3 separate regions of the Mus musculus genome follow, and all the other regions are linked to region 2. A link is a contact called in public Micro-C and promoter capture Hi-C data. All regions are on one chromosome and are shown on one strand. Each heading gives the region's core, a stretch centred on a gene start, on an enhancer-like site or on the middle of the called end of the contact. The rest is flanking DNA. Distances are from core to core; before and after follow the strand shown.

Evidence for each region. Promoter capture Hi-C pulls out the DNA fragments that hold promoters and counts their contacts. Hi-C and Micro-C count contacts between places; a contact is called where the count stands out from the background.
Region 1: a promoter capture Hi-C map of second pharyngeal arch cranial neural crest shows a contact between it and region 2. The contact joins the promoter of Fxyd5 here to the promoter of 2200002J24Rik in region 2. A contact is called at or near these places in 12 of 39 promoter capture datasets (the C10 cell line, the HPC-7 cell line, cranial neural crest and 8 more), 2 of 115 datasets of contacts at active chromatin or transcription factors (large pre-B cells and pancreatic cancer cells) and 4 of 9 other capture datasets (adipose tissue, liver, macrophages and 1 more).
Region 3: a contact with region 2 is called in a Micro-C map of embryonic stem cells. The contact joins the promoter of Lrfn3 here to the promoter of 2200002J24Rik in region 2. A contact is called at or near these places in 1 of 39 promoter capture datasets (pre-B cells), 1 of 484 Hi-C or Micro-C datasets (embryonic stem cells) and 1 of 115 datasets of contacts at active chromatin or transcription factors (embryonic stem cells).

The regions. Positions count from the first base shown.
Region 1 is chr7:31,040,466-31,044,444 of GRCm38.p6, forward strand. Fxyd5 (FXYD domain-containing ion transport regulator 5) reads right to left here and starts at 1,866. Exons shown (of 9, transcript NM_008761.4): 1 at 1,625-1,866; 2 at 932-992. The coding sequence starts at 992. It overlaps Fxyd7 (FXYD domain-containing ion transport regulator 7), which reads right to left. Exons shown (of 6, transcript NM_022007.1): 6 at 2,050-2,439. The coding sequence ends at 2,417. All of the region lies in intron 2 of Gm38984 (a long non-coding RNA gene), which reads left to right.
Region 2 is chr7:30,696,667-30,700,447 of GRCm38.p6, forward strand. It overlaps 2200002J24Rik (RIKEN cDNA 2200002J24 gene), which reads left to right and starts at 2,260. Exons shown (of 4, transcript NM_026961.2): 1 at 2,260-2,320; 2 at 2,891-2,942; 3 at 3,107-3,314; 4 at 3,580-3,781. The coding sequence starts at 3,117. The coding sequence ends at 3,714.
Region 3 is chr7:30,360,309-30,364,157 of GRCm38.p6, forward strand. Lrfn3 (leucine rich repeat and fibronectin type III domain containing 3) reads right to left here and starts at 2,464. Exons shown (of 3, transcript NM_175478.2): 1 at 1,625-2,464; 2 at 1-506. The coding sequence starts at 490.

The DNA of each region.
Region 1 (3,979 bases), core at 616-3,115, 340 kb after region 2:
GGGTAAACCAGGGCCTTGGAGCACATTCCACTCCCGACCACTTCCTCCTCGCTCCGTGACCTGAGCCACTCATTTGCCTCATCTGAAAAGCACGAGCTAGTAAAGGAGCAGGGCTCTCTGCCCCATAGACAGACAGCTAAGGAGGGAACGGGCTTGCTCCTCATGCTTCATGGGCTAGACCCTGTCTCCTCCCCCCCCCCCCCGAGATGCCTAGCAGCCTTTGCAGCCAGAAGTCACCCGTGAACACCCATGCCAGGACAGACAGACCCTGCAGGCTCAGAGCCCACAATTTTTACCTGGTCCCACATCTTCTTATCGATTTCACCCCAACCCAGTCTTCTACTGACTCTCAGATTCATTGGGCTTATCAGCAGCTCCTTCTTCTTCTTGTGCCCCACCCCGCCTTGTGTGCTCACTGAACAACAGTTCTCTCCATCCACAAAATGGGCATGGCGAGGCACAGAACAGAACTAACTGCCCACCCACCTGGGCACTTTTACAAGTACTTTCCAGGCCAGAGTGAGGGTCTCTGAGCCCCAGCTTGGACCCCTTTGCCCAACTGTATTCTCAGAAAACCCATCAGTTCTGCTTTGCCTGGAGCCTGGGGTTTCCTGGCGGCCGAGTAGAAAACTGACACCAATCTCCCAGCCAAGTCAAACTCAGCAAGTTCTTCTCAGAGGTGAAAGGGAGGATGCTCAGCAGGACAGGCTCCAGTCAGACCCTCTGGATCACCCGAGCTCAAAAGTGTCCAAAGAGGGTGCTACCCAGAGCCTGCCTCGCCAATCCCACTTCCTGGTGCTCGCTCACTCGGTGGGGGTTGGCGAGGGAGTAGAGTGAGAAGATGGTACCCAGTATTTGAGCTTTGCAATCACCCATCTAGCTGCCTCCTGGAGCTGGATTGGGGCGAGGGGTGGTGGTGGTGGTGTCTTACCTCTGCTGGGCAGAATCAGGGCGACAATAGTGAGGAGACACAGGCGACTGGACAGTGACATCTGTGGGACAAGCTGAGGCAAAGGTAAGGCATAGCCCCTCCGCACCCTCCCACCCCCTCGCAGCCTCTTTGGAGCAGGCGTCTGGTCTCAAGGACCCTCTGGTATCTGCCTTTGGGGAGAGATTTTTTTTTCCGTCTCAGGCCACCATCCCCTTCTTCCAGGAGCTGATCCCCAAAGAAAGCCAGAAGCATCAGGCGAGCCTGGCTTCCTGACACCCCTGAGGCAAAGATGCCGCTCCCTCCTCCTAAAGCTGGAACTGATCCTCCCGACCCATGGTTCCTGAGTGGAGGAAGCCAGTGGCCCGCTGTGTCTGCTCCCTCGAGGGCAGGAGCCCAGAGCAGCGGGGCCAGGAGGGGAACAGGAAGGGTGACTAACGCAGGGCTGCTCTCAAAGGAAAAAGTGAGCTGGTGTCCGGCTGCCCTGCAGGCACCACCGCGCCCAGCACCCGTGATGGGCAGATCATAGAGGGACCTGTCTGCCCGCAATGGAGGCGCTCTAGGGAGACTGAGGCAGAAAAGGTGCCCACAGAGTGAATACGAGGCAGAGAGGCATCGAGATCCTTCTCTTCTCCTCCCAAGCAGCTTCCCACCTGCGTGTGTGGCCCAGAGCAATAGAGCAAAAGAGGGACTTACATCTGAGCCGGAGATCTCCAGACTGAAGTGTCAGAGTACCGCGTGGGAGCTGCCTCAGGGTGGAGGGTGTGGCCACGGGCGGGCGCGGACGCAGGCAGGCGGGGACCAGAGCGTCCCAGTCATTTCCTCTCTCGTTTCCAGGCCCCACAGGCAGGGGTGGGAGCTGGGGAGGAGGAGGATGGTGGGGGACTGAAGGCGGTGGCCTCCACTCGAGGATCTGAGGGACGCAGATGGGGGCAAGGTGCAGAGAAGGGAAGACCCTTGGGTGAGGTGTGGAAGGAAGGATGTAATGAGAGGGAGGAGACCCTGGAGGGAGGAGGAGGAGGAAGAGAAGGAGGGGGGAGTGGGGAGGGGGGAAAAGGACAATCAACTCAGCCTCCCACCCAGTCCTCTGGTGCCCACAGACGACAATACACAGACAGAACGGGGGGAAAAAACGAATGCACATTTATTAAGCTCAAGATGTGGACCCTGAGGGGAAGCTGGGAAGGTCCTGGAGAAGGAGACCAGGAGATGCAGGAGGGAGGGACACTAGGATCCCAGGGGACTGGGGATGGACTCCTGGATCCCAGGAGCTGGAGGCCTGAGTCTCTGGGTCTAGGGTACAAATAGGATCGTTGTTGCCAAGGCCTGGGGAGGGAGAGCGGGGTGCATTGGCTCCGGCCTTGGGGTGGGTCTGGCGGCTGATTGGGGGCACACTCCCTGGCGCCAGGCTGGGTCCCCACCGCCTTCTCTGGGTCCTCTGGTTCCTGCACTCTGGCCAGGGACAGCAGTGGAAATCTGCAGAGGATCCTACACACCGCCACCTCCAGGGGCTAGGAACAGAAGAGAACTCAAGTTACTGACCTAAGGAGGGAAAGAATCAGAGTCCAAGGATGGCTGCCCTTTAGCTCTTGGGGGATCCTCATGTCTTCCTGACTCCTGATATCTGGTCACTGCAGGGAAATCTTCATAGCTACTGTCTGCCCCATCTCAAGCAATGGAGAAAGGGAATCCAGCTGTGGTGGACACCCAAGGCTGACCTGAGTGTTTTGGGAGGCTTAAAGTCTCCTTGGAAGAGCCCCCACCTCATGCTATACTCCAGGCTTCTTTTCTACATATGCTCCAGACAACCTAGGCATCTAGCAGGTGTCCTCCAGGACAGGCTACCTTTGTTCTTCTGCCCAGCTAAGGCTGGACCAAACACCTCCTTCCATCCTGCTCCAGCACCACAGAGAGATACCCGTGATGTTCTTAAATCTCATTAAGAATATATGAAACATGATGTAGTTTTCTCATGAAGTCTCCCCCATTTATACTTAGTTCTTTAAGCACTACTCGTTGTCATAAGTTTATTTTTTTTCTCCCATTGAGACAGGGTTACTCTGTGTAGCCTTGGCTGTCATGGGACTCTCTGTAGACCTGCCTGCCTCTGTCTCCTACTAGGACTAAAGGCATGCACAGCTCCCACCTGGCTGTCATAAGATTTTAATGGGAAGCCACCTCAATAGTTCACACCTGTAACCCCAGCACTTGGGAGGCTGAGGCAGGAGGATGACTCTGAGTGTAAGCTTGGCCTGGGCCACACAGTGAGTTCTTGCACAGCCAGAACTACAGTAAGACACTGTAAAAGGAAGAGAGTTTTTACTCCCCAAAAGTCCTTAGAAAGGAAACAACTCTAAAATTTAAACAAGTCTCCCATGGATGCCCCTCGAAACTTTCCTCCTTCTCACTCCATCTTATCGTCTTCCTGTCTCCATGCGCTGACCCTCCCTTCTGTCTTCTGCACCAGTTTCCTCCTCCCCGCACTTCCTTCCAGACAGAACCCTTTCTTCTGCTTGTTTTTGAGACACAGTCTTGTGTGTAGGCCAGGCTGCTCTCAGATGCTCTCTATAGCTAGGACTGACCTCGAAGTCCTGGTTCTCCTGTTTCCACCTCCAGTGTGCTGAGATTATGGGCAGGCAGTTTAGGTATTTCTGAGGACTAGACCTGGGGCCTCGAGCATCCTCCCCAGCAGCATCCTCCCCCGCCCCCCTTTTAGGACAGGGTCTCACTATGTATCCTGGCTGGTATGGGATTCACAGAGATTCACCCTTTCTCCATCCCCTCTCACTCCAACCCTCCTGTGGTGGGATTAGAGGTATGTACCACCATTCCTTGCCCACCTCACTCCCATCTTTAAATGTGTATTCCATGCTTCTGATTGTCTTTATTCAGCAGCCTGCGCTCTGCCCTCCCTCTCCCTTCTCTCCCCTGCTCTGCCCTTCCCTGTGTGGGTTTCTCAGGTGCTAGCCTCTTCCAACTTCTCAGACTTCCCCAGCCACACCCCACCAAGCTTTCCGAGGCTTGCATTTCTTTAGGACCTTCTTGAGATAT
Region 2 (3,781 bases), core at 1,010-3,509:
TGAGGGACTGTTTAACAGGTCCCCATGGTTCACGACCTTAATATCCACCATTATGGGCCCCTTGATAATACTTTTATTAATCCTACTCTTCGGACCCTGTATTCTCAACCGCTTGGTCCAGTTTGTAAAAGACAGAATTTCGGTAGTGCAGGCCCTAGTTTTGACCCAACAGTATCACCAACTCAAATCAATAGATCCAGAAGAAGTGGAATCACGTGAATAAAAGATTTTATTCAGTTTCCAGAAAGAGGGGGGAATGAAAGACCCCACCATCAGGCTTAGCAAGCTAGCTGCAGTAACGCCATTTTGCAAGGCATGAAAAAGTACCAGAGCTGAGTTCTCAAAAGTTACAAGAAAGTTCAGTTAAAGATTAACAGTTAAAGATTAAGGCTGAATAATACTGGGACAGGGGCCAAATATCGGTGGTCAAGCACCTGGGCCCCGGCTCAGGGCCAAGAACAGATGGCTCTCAGACGTCAGTGTTAGCAGAACTAGCTTCACTGATTTAAAAAAATAGAGGTGCACAGTGCTCTGGCCACTCCTTGAACCTGTGTGTCTGCCAATGTTCTGACCAGGTGTGTGCCCATTGTTGAACCTTCATTAGACCCTTTCCTCGTACCCCTCCCATACCCATTTCTTAAAAATAGACATTGTTTAGAACTAAAAAGTCCCACCTCAGTTTCCCCAAATGACCGAGAAATACCCCAAGCCTTATTCGAACTAACCAACCAGCTCGCTTCTCGCTTCTGTAACCGCGCTTTTTGCTCCCCAGCCCCAGCCCTATAAAAAGGGTAAAAACTCCACACTCGGCGCGCCAGTCCTCCGATAGACTGCGTCGCCCGGGTACCCGTGTTCCCAATAAAGCCTCTTGCTGTTTGCATCCGAATCGTGGTCTCGCTGGTCCTTGAGAGGGTCTCCTCAGATTGATTGACTACCCACGTCGGGGGTCTTTCACATGTTCTGGGTTGATACACTACAGTTAACAAGAACAGTTAGATAGTATAGAACTGCAGAAGCCAAAAAGCAAGGTTAGTATGTTTAGAGACCTCCCTGGTAAGATGGGCTTTGACAGATGGTGTTGCCTGTGGTACTTCCATCATGGAGTCAGTTGGGCTAAGGTCTGGGGCCCTGTTACAGAAGTTTGGCATAACAATTCGTCTTAGATATGAATCTTGTGTACCCCGTATGGCTTGCAAACGTCATTGACAACTACAATTGCATTCCTCCTGGCAACTGGCATCATATTGTTTCTGATAAGGGTATAAAAAGACAGATTGCTTGCGATAAACTTGTTTCAACTTCAGTCTTGGTGAGACCCCTCCAACCTGGCCTGGTTTTAATTCCCACTGAGATTATCAGGAGACCTAGTAAGGGCTGAGGCTTACCTCCCCCTAGACTTGTTTACTCTTTGACTGCTGGGGAAGGGCTCTCAAGAGTCTTCCAAGTTTTGGTTCTCTCAGGCCATGTGAGCTTCTATTTGCCTCCCAAAACTCAAGAGCCCTGGTTCCTTCCAGGAGTGAATCCTTTAGTTGGGAAAAACTACTACTGTTCAGTGCCTCACAACTGGCAGAATTAACACCAGCAGGGCCAGCATCAGCTGCTCTTCACAAGGCCACAGACAGAAAGCAGAAGTTATAATTGTAAACTAAAGCTGGAGAATGACCTTCAAAGGTCCGCCTCTAGAGACTTACTTCCGCTTGCCAGGTCCCACGTCCTTCACAAAGCACCACAAAGCCGGGGACCAAGTGCTCAAAATTCGAGCTGGGGGAGGGGAGCATTTAAAATTCAAACCATAACACATTTGGCTCACAGTTAATTTTATTAGTTCATTTGATTTTTTTTTTCCTTTCTCTCATTCATGAACATTGAACTCTGGGAGAGCCAGGGTCTTGTTGGCCTGACTCACTGTGTGACCCTGTGTCCTGGTCCAGCCTGGGCGTACATCTCCGGATGTTACCATGATGTGATCAGCCACGCTGTTCTAATAGCTCATGTTCAGCCTGGGAGTGAGACCCATACACTGGACAGTGAGTTAGTTCATGTGCTGGGTGTGACGGTAACAAAAAAGGGCCATCAGCTGTAAGCCAGGCTCCGGGCTCAAAGCAGCGAACTCAAGAGCATGGAAAAAAAAAGGTGTGGCTGGATAATGCCCCTTATAGACATTGAACCAATCAGATTTAAGCACTGGAGGCACACCCACTGGACAGTGGCCAATCATAATGAAGTGGGGGGCGCTAGCGAGACCACGCCCAGTGACTCAGATTGCCAAGGCCATCTCAGGGACTGAGGAGTGAAGAGAAGACCTACAGACCTTGAGTTGGTAATGATTAGTTATGGACAATGAGGGAGGAAAGTGTGTGTGTGTGTGTGTGTGTGTGTGTGTGTGTGTGTGTGTGTGAGAGAGAGAGCGAGAGAGAGAGACAGAGAGACAGAGACAGAGACAGAGAGAGAGAGAGAGAGAATAGGATTTAAAAGAAGGAAAAGTAATTGAGAACGATAGGGAGGGGATTCTAAGGGGCCAGCAAAACTAGTCCATAGGATCATGAAGGTGTGGTGGACTCCAGATGGTGCCCTATCCCTGGCTTAGGATAGCATCATCTGTGTTTTATGCTTCATTTGGCTTGTCAGGTCCTTTATTTTTTCTTTCGATTGTAGGGATTGAGCTCAGATGCTTGCAAAGCTGTACCTCTGAGCCACACCTCCAGCCCCTCATTGGTGGATTTTAGGCAAGGGTTCTAATGGTGTTGCTCATGCCCCCAGCCCCTTCTTGCTACTGCCAGAGTCACATTCTCAGCTACTCATGAACAAATGGCTACTCATAGCCATATGTTTTACCACTGGGAGAAATTTTCAGCCTCTTTTTAATTTTAATTTCTTTTCTTTGAGGCAGGGTCTTCTTACAAAGTGGCTCAGGCTGCCCTTCAACACATTTTGTAGTCCAGGTGGGTCTTGAACTTCCAACCCTCCTTACTCATTCCGCTGAGCATATGGGATTGACAGACTACCAGGCCACTAGGCCTGCTCTGGCCCTCTTTTCTTGGGAGCTCAGGTGCCCCCCCTTTACCCTCTGTGTACAGCTTTTATTCACCCAGAACCTCCTCCTTAGGCCAAGATCCATGGGGGTTGGGACCAAAATCAAGAACCTGGAAGCCCAGATCGCATCAGTGCAACCGGCCTATCAGAGATTGCCCAGGTCAGAGACAGTCATGCTGATTGCCTTGCCTGCCCCAGCGAAGGATTACCTCTGTCTGTCCATCACAGCCTTCTGCTTCTGCATCCTGCTGGCGATTCCAGCCCTGCTGTTCTCCCTTAAGGTGGGTACCACCCAGCTTCTGGTCTTCTCCCTCAGCAGCCTCTTCATGTCCCACAGGGGCATCTCCCTCCCTTCTCACCACCTGGCTGTGTGCCCCTTCTGCTTCCCTCGACTCCTGGGTCCTCGCCTCCACTCACTCATCCTGTGTCCCTCCTGGTTACTTCTTCCTCACCCTCCAGTCCTGATATCGGATTCTCCGGGGATGCCCCTCTCTTCACCCATTTCCTTCTGGGAACCATCTTGCTTGTTTGCCTTCACCTCCACAGACCCGGGAAGCCAACTCTGTTGGAGATTGGAGGCGAGCCCAGAGGAACTCCACGCTGGCCTTGGGCTTCGGTGTCTCCAGCATCCTTGTGGGATGCATTTTGATGGCCAGCTCTATTAGATTAATTAGTCTTTGAAACAGAGGGTATGACAACCCTCCTGAAGGCTCACCTCATTCAGGGAGTTCCAATCATTCTTGGAGCC
Region 3 (3,849 bases), core at 1,214-3,713, 340 kb before region 2:
AGAGATCGAGGTCCTCCAGGGTCTCGGCACAGTCGTCTAGGGCACCAGCTGCCAGGGCTGCTAGCTGGTTGTTGCTCAGGATGAGGTGGCGCAAGTTGACTAAGCCGCGCAACTGACCCTCGCCCAGCGAGGTCAGTCTATTACCATCTAGGTGCAGGGCACGCAGGGCACGTAGGTCGGCGAAGGCGCCAGCTGCCACATGGCGGATGGTGTTTCTAGACAAGCTCAGATGCAGCAGGCCTGTCATGTTGGCCAGGTCTCGACGACGCACTGCCGCGATGAAGTTGTCTGCCAGGCGCAGTTCTGCAGCGCGGCGATCCAGTGATGGCGGTACGAATAGAAGGCCCGCCCCTGGGCACAACACGCTTAGGGGCATCGACTGGGTCTGGCAGCGGCAACGGCGGGGACAGGGGCTGGATATGGCCGGCTGGGGTGGAGATGAGGCGGGGGCCAGCGGTAGCAGGCAAAGGAGTAGTGGAAGGACGGCCATCGCGGGCAGGGGTGGCCTGTAGAGAAGAAGGAACAGTGTTGGGGCCAGAAACGGGGAGTGATGGCCATACTATGCTCAGAGAGGTGGGGGGTGGGGGTGGAGTGGGGTGTCAGAGATGTGTCATGAAGGCACAGAGAGTCAAGCATGAGCCATGATGGTCAGAAAGCTGGCTAGAAATGTGCACAGGTGGGCAGAGGCAAGGACAGATGGTCAAGGTGGAGAGAAAGTAAGCAATAGGGTCTAGACGAGCTACAGAGAAGAGGTGGGCAGTTGGCAAGGATTATCAATCAGTAAAGGTCAGGCATGACTAAGGAGGGAAACTGAGCAGAAGGGCTAGCAGGTCGCAGTGGTCCTTCTAAGTCTATCTGGACAAAGAGATACAAGAGTTTTGACCTAGTCAAAAGCCAGTAAGAAAGCCAGAGAGAGGAGAAAGGACAGATCTACCAGTCATCAGGGAACCAGAACAACTGGTCAGAGAAAAGGCTTTGGGGAGAGGTGGAGCAGCGGTAGAAAGACAGACAAGGTAGAAATGGTCAGAGCTGGCCAGGTGGGGGTAGACCGGGAGTTAGCGCAGGGTAGGAGGGAGAGAAGAGAGATGGTGGGAGGTGGACAGAGGAAACAGCAGGAGAGGAGGGCAAGGTAGGGAGGAGAAGACTGCACAGATGTTAGATTTGGGATGGTCACAGTCTCAGCCTAGAGGTCAGGAGTGGGCAAAGGTTGAGAAAGCCAGTGGATCAGGGAGACACTGGGAAGGAAGTGTCAGTGAGAGAGGCTGTGGGCAGATGTGACTGGAGAACAACAGGGCAGGGGACAGGGGTGTCAAGGCAGCTCAGAGAGCAAAGCAGAAACTGTCATTGTGAGGAGAGGTGGAGAAAGGGGTCCAGAGAGGATGCTGAGACGGCCAGAAGCTAGACTGGTGGTGACATCGAGATCTAGAATCCCATCAAGGAGGCCAGAGAGGGGCAGAGCTGGGGTCATGTGTCCAGAGAGGGTTGGTGACACACTCATGGGACAATGAAAACGGCTTAGGATGCCACAGGGCACCTGGTACTTACCTACTTCCACCTGTAGCCCAAGAAACCCCACCCCCACCCCAAGTCCCTTCCCACCACGGGTGTCTCTCAGTGGCCTTACCTGAACTGGAAGCCACCCCAGGGAGCAGTGTCCTTAGGCTCCAAGGGGGTGAGGTCAGAACTCTGGAGGAGGCATCAGGTCAAGACTCCCCTGTCCTCAGGGCCTCTGGGAAGGAACTGTCTTGCCCCAGGTCTGGTCTGTGGTTATGGAGTCTCCAAACTTGACTCTCGGGGTTCCAGACCCCTAACACTGGGCCTCGAGAGTCCAGCTTGAGAGACCAAGGCCCCAGTGGTTTTTCAGGCTCAGGCTCTCTCAGTGCCAGGCTTGAGACACCGAACAGCCAGAAGGGGAAGTTTAGGGTCTGAATCCCGAGTCCAGTTCTGGCATCCGAAACTGGGATCCTGTTCAGATACTAGGGTGCTGAGTCAAGACTTGGAGGTCTCTAGCCCCAGATTTCAGCACTTATGTCTGCAGCAAGGACTTCAGGCTCCCCCACAGAATTCCACAGTTCAGATCTTGGAATTGAAGGCCTGCATCCCAGGGTTTATTTCCCAGAATAGTGGGGTCCCAGGTATAGATTTGGGAATTCGCTCCCAGATGTCAACGTATCAGTCAGACAATTCAGAGTTCAGCTCCAATTTTGGGGGCTTGGACGCCAAATCTTGGGGTCCCAGGTCCAAATATTGGGATCCATGCTCCAAAATAATGGGGTTCGGCTTCCAAATCTTGGGGTCCCAGAGACGGATGTCGGGATTCCAGCCCCAGATATTGAGGTTCAAGGTCCGAGTCTTAGGGTTCCATGGCAGGAGCTCAAGGTGCTGATCCCAAATCAGGGTCCCACGCTTGGGGGTTTCAGAATATCTGGATCCGATCGCCGGCTGCAAGCACACCCCGATGTCAGGGTACCGGCCCAGGGTCTGGGGCAGCAATGGCGCGGCTGGGTTCGTGGCCTGCCGAGGAGACAGGCCCAGAAAGAGGGGGTCTGCTGTGGCGGGTGGGGGGCAGCCGGGCAGCTCTAGGGCCAGGGTGGGGCGAGGCCTGAGCGCGGACAGACGGACAGACAGACAGGGCCACGCGGGGACCCGGGCATCGCAACGCAGGTGGGGGCTCAGGGGGGAGGGGTCGCGCTCAGAGACCCCTCCCCCGCCGGGGCCGGGGCGGGGGCCGGGCGGGGGCCGGGCAGGCGGGCCGGGTCCGGGTGCTCCCGCGGCCTCCTCGCCGGGAACCCAGGGCCGTGCGCGTGCCCGCGCTTAAAGGCGCAGGCCCCGCGCGCGCCCGCGCTTAAAGGCGTAGGCAGCCCCCTCCTCCCTCCTCCCTCCTCTCAAAGACGCGCCCCTAGCACCACCTACCATGGAGACGCCCTGGAGCTACTGGGAATAAGAATATCCCTGAATAAAGACAGACAGACATTGAGGCAAAGACACAGAGCTAGAACCGATGAGAGATTCTAAAAGGATAGATAGTCTTAGAATAAGAGAGTGGAGTAGAAAGGGAGGTACAGAAATACATTGAAGGAAAGAAGTGAATACACAGAGACAGTGAGAGACTCAGAAATAGAGATGAGGAGCAAGGACAAGTCAGAGGCATGCTATCCATCTTCCCATCTCTCTCCTCTCTCTCCTCCACCCCTTAAGCAGCACTTGGACAACGCCAGGACTCATTCATATCCTTGTACATAGCCCCACCACGCTAGATGCCCGCGTCTCTGTCTCCTGCCCCTCTATCTCAGCACCACCTTCCCAGGAAGTCCAGAAACAGGTTTGCTCTTTTAAGCAGACAGGTTCATTTCACCGATTGGAAGGAGCAAAATTGACACTAAGACTTGTGTCTCCTGAGATTCGAGAAGGAGCTCAAGGCACTGAGCAGAGATTCTGAGGGGTGGGGGGATAGGAAATGGGGTTAGAGTCAGGAGGCTGGACAGGTTGACCCAGAGAAATGAGTCTGCTATCTTGTCTTGTCTCTCCTTACTCCCACAGAAGACCCTGGTTGGACTTGGGCTAACACACACCTCAAGGGAGGGAACAAAGAGGTAAAGGTGGGTGGTCCCACACTCTTCTACAGATAGTGTTTCAGGAGGAGGGCGTGGGTGATGGCCCACAAGCCTGGCCTAGGAACTTGAATGTGATCATTTGGGAAGCATGTTCTTCCAGAAGCCCTATTGCAAAGGAGGCCCAGTCTGTGTGACCTGAGGTGGGCATAGAGCTAAGAAACCATCTGAACAGAGGAGCAGCGTGACCTTGGAGGTGGCATGTGGATGTCCATCCACCCCAGCTGTTTCCCTTGCT